4 separate regions of the Mus musculus genome follow, and all the other regions are linked to region 1. A link is a contact called in public HiChIP or PLAC-seq, Micro-C and promoter capture Hi-C data. All regions are on one chromosome and are shown on one strand. Each heading gives the region's core, a stretch centred on a gene start, on an enhancer-like site or on the middle of the called end of the contact. The rest is flanking DNA. Distances are from core to core; before and after follow the strand shown. Region 1 holds the start of Arid1a (AT rich interactive domain 1A (SWI-like)). Region 2 holds the start of Paqr7 (progestin and adipoQ receptor family member VII). Region 3 holds the start of Wasf2 (WAS protein family, member 2). Region 4 holds the start of Pdik1l (PDLIM1 interacting kinase 1 like).

Region 1 (2,811 bases), core at 91-2,590:
CCTGGGGCCCGCCGCCGTAGTCGCCCCCGGGGTAGCCCTGGTAGCCACGGGCCGAGCTGGGCGACGTGAGCAGTTGGTTGAGGGTGGGGGTGGCGGTGGGCTGGGGAGTTCCCCCGCCGGCCGCTGAGGGGCCGCCTCCCCCCATGGCCCCGAAGCGCTGCTGTGCGAAGGACGAAGACGACGAGGAGGCAGAGGCGCTGGAGGAGGGAGGCGGCTTGGAGCCGGCGGCCGCCGCCGCGCCGGAGCCCGGAGTGCCACCTCTCGGGGAGCTCAGCGCGTAGGCCTGGGGAGGCGGGGGGTAGGCGCTGCGGTTGGGGTAGTAGGAGTTGTACTGGTGGTTGGGGAAGCCGTGGTCGTGCGAGTTCTGCTGGGGCCCGGCGTAGGGCTCCAAGCCCCCGCCGCCGCCGCTCTGCAGCGCTGCCAGGCCAGGGCTTTGTTGTCCGCCATGTTGTTGGTGGAAGACGGCGGCCGCCGCGGCGGCGACGGCAGACGGGCTCCGGCCGTAGGCTTGCCCGAAGCCGTAGGCTGGGGGCGGCAGGGCGGCCGCGGCCGAGTGAGGAGGCGCCCCCACCCCGTCGCTGCTGCTGCTGCCGCCGCCGCCGCCGCCGCCGGGCGGCTCCGGGAGGTTATTGTTCAGGGCGGGCCTAGGGCCCGCGTTCCCGTTCGAGTTCTTCAGGTCCGGCTCCGCGCCGGGCCCGCCGCCGCTGCCGGCTCCGCCGCCGCCGCCACCCCCATTGCTCTCGGCCCCGTCCTGCAGCTCCTTTCCCAGCGGCTGCGGCGGCCCCACGGCGGGGCCCTCGCTCTCCTGCCCGGCGGCTGCCTTCATTTCCCCGCGCTCGGCCGCTGCCGCCGCCGCCTCGCCCCCCGCCTCCTCCCGCTGTTGCTGCTCGGCTTTCTTCAGCTCCGAGGGCGGCGGCGGCGGGTTGCCCAGGCTGCTGGCGGCGGCGGGGGCGACCTGCGCGGCCATGATCCCCGCTGTCTCGTCCGCGGAGAGACCCGGCCCTGTCTTCGTCTTCTCCCCCCTCCCACCCCGCCCCGGGGCCGAGTCCCCCGGGCTGCCCTCCCCACCCGCCCGGGCGGGCCTCGCGGGGCTCCGCTGCTGCGCTGCGCTCGCTCCTCTCCCCCCCGCCCCGCCGGCTCAGGCTCCGGGCTGGCGGCGGAGGAGGAGGAGGAGGCGGCGGCGGCAGCCGAGGCGCCGGCGGCTCAGCTGCTCCGGGCTCTGGCGGCTCGGGACCCGGCTCTCCCGGCTCATTCCCCCCAAGCCCTTGCCTGGGAATGAGGGGGGCGGTGGAGGCTCCGCTCCCCAGGGCCTGGCCCCGCTGTGACTCTCCGCTTTCTGCTGCCGGAGAAAGGAGGAGGGAGGGAGGGAGGGAGGCGAGGGGGAGGGGGCGGGAAAGGAGGGAGGGAGCGGGGGGGGAGGGGGGACCCGGGACGGGCGGGCGGGCGGGCGGGCTGGAGGGCGCGCGGCGGCGGACGGGGCGCCGGGAGGCAGAGTAGGAGCGCTGCTCTGGCGGGCGCCCTGCCTCGCCTCCCCGGCCGCGGCTCGGGCCGAGGCTGCTGCTTGGCGGCGGGCGGGCGGGCGAGAGAGCGAACGAGAGAGCGGGCGGGCGGGCGGCGGGACTGAGCAGCTAGAGCGCCCCACTCTCCTCCGAGTCCCCCTCACTCCGACACGAGGCTCAGCACTGCCATTTTACCCAGCGCCGTCGCGGCCGCCTGAAAAACCAGGACTGGAGCGCGGAGCGGGCGCAGGCCGTGGAATGGACTCGCTCCCTTCCCCTCACAAAGGAGGAGGGGAGAGAAGGAGCCGCGGCGGCGGCGGCAAGCCCTCAGCCTCTTTCGCTCGGCTGCGCCGCCGCCGAAGGCTTCGGGGAAAACCCGGCCCGGAGCCCGCGCCTCCGGAGCCTGCGCCGCCTCGCTCGCCGCGTTCCCAGCCTGGCCTGTCCCCTCCCGGCCGCTCCAAAGGGAGCGGGCCGCGTGAACTTTACCCGCGCCTGCAAAATTGGCCTGAGCCCGAAACCGCGGCCGCCGCGGCCGGGACCTGACCCCCTGGCACCGGGCCTGGGCTCTTGGCTGCGACTTAGCACCTCCGCAGCACTTTTCTTCTTCAAAGCCTTTTGCAGACCTGCTCTAGAGACCCAGCTGAGCGAGCCCTGCTTTTCCCCCCCTTTGGCTAGCCCCAAAGGAGGACTGACCATTGTTCAAACTATCGGTTCTCCCGTGCCCTGCCCTCATTAGCCCTCTCTGACAAGGCCCTGGGGGCATGAGGTCTGGATTATCTCCCCCCCCCCCATTTTACCAACAGACTGAAGGGAGGGGACTGCCCAGGTCACTTAAAGTCAGAGGGCAGAAGTGTGTGGCTATAAAAAGTGGAGTGAGTGGCCGAAGCCGCATCTTGTCTACTTAGCCAGAGAAAAGGAGGAAAAGAGAAAAGAAAGGCACTTACGTTGTGAACAAATCCAACCACCGGATCAGATCAGTGTCAGGAGGTTTGAAAATCAAACGTGGTCATCCCACCACTTCTCTTAAAATGGTGGCTACTGATGCGTTGGGGGCTTAAGACAGTCCTCCAGGCAAACCAAGCTCCATTAGCACTTCCTAAGGGAACCTAGCTCACAATGGCCAGTAGCCCAATCTTCAAAGGCAAGTACCTTGGAAGACTGTAAACAGCCCACAGAAGAGGCTCCAGGGACTGAAAGAACCTCTGTTCAAAAACCACTGCAGAAGAGGGATGCAGAAAATGGAAACCATTTTCTCTATAAAGAGAGAAAAAGAGCCTAACAGGTCACACAGAAAACGGATGCCCCTCAGATC
Region 2 (2,811 bases), core at 172-2,671, 740 kb after region 1:
GATGGTTTAGATCAAGAGAGGTCGTCATGGCAACTGCTTGGCTCACCGCTTGCCACAGGCCAAGAACATTACATATAAACCGTGGATTTGAAAACAAACCAAGAGGGGACAGGATGTGGTGGTGTATGCCGGAGACCTCAGCCTCTGCTTCACTTGTGAGCTCCAAGCAGGAGCTGGGTGAGACTCTGCCTTTAAAAACATACAAATGAACAAAAAACATACCACCTCTGACAAAAGCCAAACCAACCGGAAACAAAGAATCAAAGCAGTGAGAGCTTGACCTTCCTGCCAAAAATAGAAGCTGAGTCCGAGGCTTCTTCTAAGTCCTTACTGTTTGTTTTGTTTTGTTTTGTTTTGTTTTGTTTAAGATGGGATGTCTTTGTTTAGCGCTGGCTTTCCTGGAACTAGCTCCATAGAGTAGGCTGGCCCAGAACCCAGAGATCCCTTGCCTCTGCCTCTGGCTCCTGAGTGCTGGGATCAAAGGCGTGTGCCACCGCTGCCACCACTGTCTGCAAAGTCTCTCATTTTTATTCATCCTATCAGGACACAGTCACCATATGTTGCCCAGGCTGCCCTTGAACTCCTGGCTTCAAATAATCCTCCTGCCTCAGTCTCCAGAGTAGTAGGCACGGGATGGCAGGCCTGTCGGCTTGCCCCATGGATTCAGGAAATGTGGGCGTTTGTCTGAATTTGTTGAATGAGAGGCCAGTCTCTCACATACAATTCTCTTAAGATAATATGCTCATCACAGTACAGAGGGAAATTTTGCAGTTTCCAAAGACCTTCATGTCCACCGTTTGACCTAAACACCTTGTCAAGTGGTACTGCCATCTCTATAACACTGAGGCCCAAAAGAGCAAGGTTTGTCCAAGGTCGCAGGGTGAGCTGGGGTAGCAACAGGCTTCAATCCTGTTAATGTGTCAGGGCTCTAGACTCAAAAGCTCAGTAAAGGACAGGGCCCTAGCCTCTACCAATCAGGCCTCTTTACTCAAGACCCGGTCTGGTACTCCATTTTTGTTAGGTATGAACACCACAGAAGGGGCAGGCACATGAGGCACTGTAAGAAAGTATTTATTGGAGGCATACCCTGCCTATAAAAACCCACTGGGCTGTTCACCTTCTCTGCTGGTCCCATACCTGGAAGATGTGACAACCAGGAGTGGTTGTTCTGACAGAGATCTAGACAAATCAGGACAGGGAAAATGTCAGAGATCACGGGATGAGACTTTGATAAGCCAGAGAGCCCAGTTTGGGACGCAGCTCCCCAGGGAGAGCGACATCTGGACTACAGTAGCCCTGTGAGGCATGAGCGGTATGTGCTGAGCTCAAGCTTGCCTCAGAGCTCTTGGGACACTCATCCGACTCTCTTGCAACTATCACAGAGCGAAGCTTGCGCTTTGGGGAAGTGGGTAAACTCTGCAGGAGTCTGCAGCCTCTTATCTGAGCCTAGGTTCTCTGGGCCTTCTATTTTCAGACTGTACTGTGGCCGCAGGAAGTCCCGGGATGCGTCGTGGAGTGACCCCTCCTGCAGTCTGAGCTTGCATAACGCCAGGCGAGAAGCTGCAGACTGGCGGAGGCGGCTGAGCTCCCGGTGCCCAGCGCCGCCCTCCGGGCTTGGGGCGTGGCCGCTACCCCTTTATCTGCGACTCCAGCGCGGGGGACGCAGCAGACAGCTCCTAGCTCTGCTCTGACCACAGGTGAGACTGCTCCTGGAGATCCCGGGGCCGGGCCGGGCTGGGCTGGGCTGGGAGTAGAGAAGTGCTCCCCCGGCACGCGGGTTGGGGGTGTGCTCCTAGCTGCATGCGTGCGGTGCCCAGTGGCGGAAGTGGGCAGGTGGCAGAAGATGGGGCGAGGCCGAAGACAGCAGGACCCTGACAGCCGGACAGTTATGTAGGGGAGCACCTCCCGGTAGGGGTGAGGAGAGGTCACCAAGGGAATTAGCCTCAAGGAGGGGACCGGAAGAAGAAACGTTTGAGGTCACCCCACCCCCGGAGGAGCAGTGGGGGGGTCACTGTAAGGGAGTGGGGAGAGCAGAAGGATTATGGGAGGACCAGAGGTAGCATGCCATGGAGAAGGAGGACCAGGGCTGGAGTAAAGCCTATGAGCTTGTGGCTTGTGGAATGGGGAGAATAATTCAGTGTCGTCTGCAGAAGTTAGGCATGGGAGACAGCCTGTGCAGCAGGATCACACCCTGGGCAGGAACAACCAACCTCACAGGCTATGTGCTGCATTCTAGGAGCGAGGTTATAATGGGACAAGAAGGAGCAGGGGTGGAAGTGTGTGTGTGTGTGTGTGTGTGTGTGTGTGTGTGTGTGTGTGTGTGTGTGTGTGTGGTATGTTTTGCAGATCCTTGTGGGGGAACCCCCAAGGAAAGCTTTAGAGAGGTGGGAGGGCTACCAGGCCAGAATATTGGATCCCTTCCCTAGCGTCAGGAAAGCCAGATTGCCCTAGATAGGAAAAGAGACAAGGCCCCACCACCACCCTCAGCCTTAACCTGGGGGATTTCCTCCTAGCAGCCCCTGAAGCCCCTTAGGCTGCCTCAGGCTATGCACTGAGAGGAGGCTTGGTGGATTCCCCAAGCTGACTGTTCTTGTTGGGTACCCGGGGACACCATGATGAAGATCTTCCCTTTCAGGGTACTCCTTGGAACCGTGGGAGTGTCTGAACTTTGGGGGAAAATGTCCTTAACATTTCCATTCTGATCACGTTACTGAGTACAAATGGAGACCCACAATGCAGTGTGAAACACCAATAGTTTCTTGTTCAGTCCTGGAAGACGCGGAGGTAGCCTTTTCTTTAAATTGGTTGAGC
Region 3 (2,811 bases), core at 119-2,618, 620 kb before region 1:
CTAAGTGGTGTAGGTCTGAGTTCTGTGGTCATTTCCAACTAGCTGGGTGGCTGCGGGAAAACTGTATCAAGTATTCAGGGTGTTGTATGTGTGCGTGTATGTTGTATGTGAGGATGGACCAGTGCAGGCCAGAGAATCACCTCAGGTGCTGTTCTTCAGGCAACTTTTACCTTGGTTTTAGTAACTGGCTCTCTCATTGGCCCAGTCTGGAGGAGCAGGCTAGGCTAGGCTGGGCCTGTGAGCTAGAGCTCTGCCTGTCTCTGCCTCCCCAGCGCTGCGAAGTCAGTATCATCGGGCCTGTTAGGCTTTGTTTGGAATCTGAGTTCTCAAACGCAGGTCCTCATTCTTTCAAAGCAGCACTTTACTGACTGAGCCGTGTCGTGTCGTGACCTCCACCCCACCGCCCTCACACCGTGCACCCTTTTTGAAAGGAAGCAAAGAGGGAGGCAGACGTGGCGGTAACAAAGCCTGCCTAAGATCCATTCTTCCACAAGAGGCCAATACCTGCTCTACAGAGATGCTCTAGTATACTAAATGTGCTAAGCCGGACTCGTCACGTTGTCACCCAGCCGCAGCATTTTGTATTCTATAAGTCACTTGGGAGTGTATTCTCAAACTGCCCACCTTCATGGACTGGGACGTGCCAGGGCCTACTGCATCTATTTTGTAGAACAAAGTGAGAACTAGGTAGGCAGCAGTTGTCCGAAGTTGCAGAGTGAAGTGACAGGTGTTTGGCTCACCTGACAGTGGCCTCTCAGAACTAGCTCCCAATCTCAGGATGCCAGCTTCACCCGAATACCTATCCTTTGGGGTGAGCTGAAGCCTATGACTCACTCGCCCCCACCCGACTTTCGGTCCCGCTTGGGACAAGGCGTGAAGGGACAGAACGATCTGCCACTTGAGGGGTGTCTACAGAAAGTTCATAGGCTCGGCCTGTTCTTTACACAAAAAACAGGCTGGCTCTCTGGACTCTAATAAAAATAAATCGTGTTTCAATACATGTTAGCCGAGGTCTTTCCCTGTCTTAGCAGATATTTTTGTACTTAAACTTGGGCGTCGATGTACCTTTAGTCCCATCTCCACTTCACTTGGTTTGTCCTCGCCTCTGTTTACTCCGATTGCGGAAGTCGCTCGGGTGGAGTTCCCGGGACACTACCTTTGAATACGTCTTTTGCGTACTTATTTAATTGGCATTGGATTCAGACCAATGGGATAGCTGGGGGCTCCGGGCGGGTGGGGCAGGGAGCCAATCAGAACGGTTGGCGGGGTGTGGCTGCGTCCCGGGGCGGGGAAATCGCGTAATGGCGGACTCAGGCCGGTGGAGTGCGGCTGGGGGCGTAGCGCGCTGAGGGGGGCGTCCGGCTGAGTAGCAGCCCGCGAAGCAGTAGGCTGGAGCGTTCTCCGTGGGGACGCGGACCGGCTGCCCAGCCCTTCATGTCGCTGAGGGCGACTGCGCGAGGTCAGGTGAGCAACAAGTCCCCCTGGGCGCGCCCGGCTGTGAGAGGCGAGCGCCGGCCCGGCCACCCCTGCAAGGGTCCGGTGGCACCGGGTGTCTGCTCTGACGGTCGCTGGTGCGGCTCGTGTGTTGTCAGCGCCGTGGCGACACCTCAGGGGTGGTGGTGACCCAGAGTGCCCTTCGGAGACTAGGGAGGGTCGGCGAAAGTGGCCCTACCACCAACCCACTGTGTGTTCTTGAGCAAGTCACTTCCGTCTTCGGGCCTCAGTTTACCATTTGTAAATAGACTTCACCGAAGCCTGTGAATTGGGTCTCAGCAACTCCCCGAGCTCCTGGACAAGTTCATCTCCAGGCTGAGCCTCAGTTTCCATATTTGGACCATAAAGTAATTGAGGTGCTCTTTGGGGACCCTGGCTGCTAGGCTGGGGGTAGGGACATTGTGGAGGAGTGTGTGAGCACGCGCACATGTGCACAGAATGAGCCCTACAGAAAGGAGCCTTGGCTTACGGGCCACTGGTACCAATGCATGGGTGCTACCCAGATCGTGACAGGGAAGGGCTAAGTCCTGTGGTCCTTTGAGATGAGGAAATGTTCATAGATTCAGAGATCAGGGGTTACCCTTGGCGTTTAAGCCCAGCACTGAAGAGGAAGAAAGCCAAGGAAAATGTTAATGGTTGTCCTACTATGTGCCAAACCTTAGGTATAAGTGCTTGTTTAGTTTTTCCAGCTGTCCTTGTAAGTTTACTGGTGAGGAAGTCAAGTAGGTTTCAGAGAAGTAACTTGCTCAGGGTGACACCGGAACGTGTGGCACTTACCAAAGTGAGGGTGTTTCCTCTGGGAAGCACCGGGCGCGCAGGGATAAGTTAGTGTTCTCTTACAAAGTTTGCTTTGTCATAAATGGAGGGAGGGGTCTAGCCTGGAGAGTTGATTTCACTTTTGGTGTGGAGACAGGCTAGGTCTTAAGCTCAGGATTATTAATTATAAGCCCATCTCCTTTTCTTGCTTTGTGACTAAGGAAGGGCCATTTCTGAGTGTTAAAAATCACTTCGAAGTGTGTCAGGACAGCAGAGGATTCCGTTTGAGTCCCAGGCAGGTGTCACCAATATTTGTTGTATAGAGACATGAGTTTTGACTCCAGGTGGTGTCATCAGAGTGTCTTTCTCTCCTCTGTACAAAGGCTACATTTTATTGGGAGGGAGAATTTATCCATCTGTTGTATAATTTCTTTGGGTTCCTTGGGGCTAAAGTTTCAATGGCCTGCCTGTGTTCAAGTGTAGCCTTTCTTTCTTTGTTCTTTCCTTATCTTGCAGATGAGTAAAGGCAGTGGACTTTGAGTAGGAGTAGCTGGGTACCTT
Region 4 (2,811 bases), core at 151-2,650, 530 kb after region 1:
AACAGTGTCTCAGGTAGCTCAGGCTACCCCTGAATTTACTATATAGCAGGGAATGACCCTAATCTCCTGCTTCCACCTTCCAAAAACTAGGGTTATAGACCTGCACCAGCATGCTTAGTTATTTGTTTCTTACAAAATGGGCACAAATAAAGTTTTTGCAGAGCTGTTCCCTCAAAATGAAGTAAGTCAACTACCTTTTTATCGTTGTTTAGCATAGTTATTTAATTCTAGGTCTTTTCTGGCCAAAGGGGGAGCATCCTATACATCACAGGGAATCCTCTGACAAAGTCCTTTGGCGCTGTACCTTGAGAAATCATTTAAAGGCAAGCTGGAGCACAGGCCCCACAGAGAAATGTTCTTTTGAGTGGAGAGTCTGCAGTACGCTCCCTCACTCACTGTCACTGTCTTCGCCGGCCAGGAAGAGTAAGATTGTATTTACATTGCACAACCAGGTAAACAAAGTGACTGCCCCGGGAACCGGAGACTCCCGGAACGACTACTTTAAGTTCATTGGCCAGATTTAAAAGAAAATGACTGTTCCTGAGGTTTGCCCTGAGTTACTTCCTTGTATTGGTCGCCTACCCTTCAATTTCTTCCTGGATTCCCCAATGTCAGGTTTCCTGTCACCGGGCGGGCCATTCTGTCCTGCTCTGTGCTGATTCCCGGTTACTAGGCACTTCCAAGTGACTCTTTTCTCTGCAGCGGTCCCCTGTCCTCTCCCACTTGCCAGAGGTCCCCCCCCCCAAGGAAGAACGCCTTCCTTGCATAAGAAAGGACGGTGTCTATCAAATCCTTGGGGTCCTGGCTGGAGAGACGCCCTGCTGAAGCATCCTTCGAGAACCCGAGCGCCTTACGATGGCACGTCCCGGACCCTCCTGCCTGCCTGCCTGCCATTCTCCCTCCGGGGCTGGGCACCGGCGGCTTGGACATGCACCTGCTGGTGCCGGGGACGGGGACAAGTAAGGCCAGCGGTGCTCGCTCTGTCGCCGAGGCGCGCTCACTGGCCAAGCAGCAAGCTCACTCCGGGCGGCCGTCCCTGGAAACCCCGAGGGACCCTCCCGTGGCCCCTGAGCGGGCCTCGCAGTCGCTTCAACTCCTGGCGGCTGCAGCCTAGGGGACCGGACTCCGGGAGTGGCCCGGGCGGGAACGGAGGCCGCAGTCCCCGGCCGGTGGCCGGCGCAGCACCGGGCCTTCCCGGGGATGACTCCACTGAGAGGTCCGTGACAGGCCTGCTGGGGACAGAGACACATGCAGGGAGACCGGTTCTGACTGCGGGGCATCCGTGGCACGGCGAAGGGCCAGGTTTACCTCAGGGCAGCCGCCGCCGCTTCTCCCTCTCATGAGCTCTGCAGGCCGCCATTATCGCGCAGCTCGCGCCCTCGGCCGCGGCGGCCTCCAGTCAGAAGCCGGCGCGCGCCCCCGTGGTGCGCGGACACACCCCCTCACGCCGGGCCCCGCCCCCTCCGGCTTGCCGTAGCGCGCGTGCGCAAGCCGAGCGCCGCCTGCTGCCGGGCGAGCGCCCGCCTCTCCTCCGCGGGCTCTGGCCATTGCGCTCCGTCGCTGCCCTGGCGCGGCGCACAGCCGAGCGTTTCCAGCGGTGTGCGCGCTGCAGAGCGGACCAATGCTGCCCTGCAGGGGTGGCGGCAGGGGACGGTCGCCCTCAGCCGCAGCGGGGGGCGCGTCCCGGGACCCCAGAGAAGCTGCGGCCGCTGGCCCGAGCCGGCGGTGCTCGTGCCCCGTGGCGGGCTACGCTGCCCGCCCTCTTCAGACCTACCGAGCGGCGGGCTGGAGCGCGCGGTTCGCTGGGGCCGGATGCCCGGTGCATCTTCCTCGCTGGTGGCGGGACTGGGCGGCGGGTCCGTGGGGAGGCGCGGCCAGTGCTGGGAGGCTGGCTGCACCTACGTTCCGAGGCACCGAGCTGTGTTTGCGGGTGGCACAATGGCCCAGGCAGCGACGCGGGCCTGGGTGCGATCATCTGGGAGGATGCTGTCCCCTGCCCCACCGGCGCGGTGGTATCTCCCTTAAAGAAGCCGGAACCTCATTGTTCCCGGCCTTGAGGATCGGGGCGTCCTGCTGGGTGAGAGAGAGGGTGTGGCCTACCTGGCTGCGGCGCGCAGCCTAGCTGGCCTGAACCGGAGTTGGGACCCATTTTAGGCGGGTGTACGGACACAAAACAGGTCTCCTAGGACTGCAGTCCCCCGGAGTTCTTCAAATACGTGCACAAAACCTTTCAAATGCCCCCAGCAGTTGTCAGTCATAACCCTGAGTTGCCCTGAGATCGGGGTGACAGTCACTTGGAAACCAGGACCAACTGGCCGGCCCGTCGTTAGTTACACAGATTGAGTAAGCATCTGCCAGAAACGCCCATTCTTTTCTTTATTATTCTGTACCTACTGCTTGTTAGTAAGGTTGATCCTGCCTTCATTGCCCCCTAAGCATCTCAGTGCCTCCAGGATCATCCTTTGTCATCTGCTTATGAAACTAATATTTGGGGTCTGGGCAACTTTCTATATAATCTGAACCATATTCCAAAAGTAAAGACCTTACTACTGACCCTGCTGCTTTCATAGGCGAGGAAACCAACACCTGCCACATTGACCAAAAGTTGTCTTCCTAGAACACCCACTCGCACCCTAGTGTAACGTCCTCCAGCCCCTCCTAATAAAAGCCCAGCAATCTATTCAGAGTTTGTCCTGAGGGCCATCCTCCTATTGGTGCTCACGTTTTCTGGGAATACTGAGTCAGTCAAGACTTGCTTCCTGCCCTGGAAAGTAGGGGGAAATAGGAAAGCTCAGTAGACGCCGGCTACCA

Evidence for each region. Promoter capture Hi-C pulls out the DNA fragments that hold promoters and counts their contacts. A called contact is a pair of places that touch in the nucleus more often than the background predicts. HiChIP or PLAC-seq counts read pairs in DNA pulled down with a chosen protein or histone mark.
Region 2: a FOXA1 HiChIP or PLAC-seq map of pancreatic cancer cells shows a contact between it and region 1. The contact joins the promoter of Paqr7 here to the promoter of Arid1a in region 1.
Region 3: a contact with region 1 is called in a promoter capture Hi-C map of erythroid cells, with 10 times the contacts expected there. The contact joins the promoter of Wasf2 here to the promoter of Arid1a in region 1. A contact is called at or near these places in 1 of 39 promoter capture datasets (erythroid cells) and 1 of 115 datasets of contacts at active chromatin or transcription factors (bone marrow-derived macrophages).
Region 4: a contact with region 1 is called in a Micro-C map of embryonic stem cells, with 5 times the contacts expected there. The contact joins the promoter of Pdik1l here to the promoter of Arid1a in region 1. A contact is called at or near these places in 3 of 484 Hi-C or Micro-C datasets (cortical neurons and embryonic stem cells) and 1 of 115 datasets of contacts at active chromatin or transcription factors (pancreatic cancer cells).

The regions. Positions count from the first base shown.
Region 1 is chr4:133,752,645-133,755,455 of GRCm38.p6, forward strand. It overlaps Arid1a (AT rich interactive domain 1A (SWI-like)), which reads right to left and starts at 1,341. Exons shown (of 20, transcript NM_001080819.2): 1 at 1-1,341. The coding sequence starts at 967.
Region 2 is chr4:134,495,340-134,498,150 of GRCm38.p6, forward strand. It overlaps Paqr7 (progestin and adipoQ receptor family member VII), which reads left to right and starts at 1,422. Exons shown (of 2, transcript NM_027995.3): 1 at 1,422-1,697.
Region 3 is chr4:133,129,265-133,132,075 of GRCm38.p6, forward strand. It overlaps Wasf2 (WAS protein family, member 2), which reads left to right and starts at 1,369. Exons shown (of 9, transcript NM_153423.6): 1 at 1,369-1,464.
Region 4 is chr4:134,285,853-134,288,663 of GRCm38.p6, forward strand. It overlaps Pdik1l (PDLIM1 interacting kinase 1 like), which reads right to left and starts at 1,401. Exons shown (of 3, transcript NM_001163794.1): 1 at 1,309-1,401.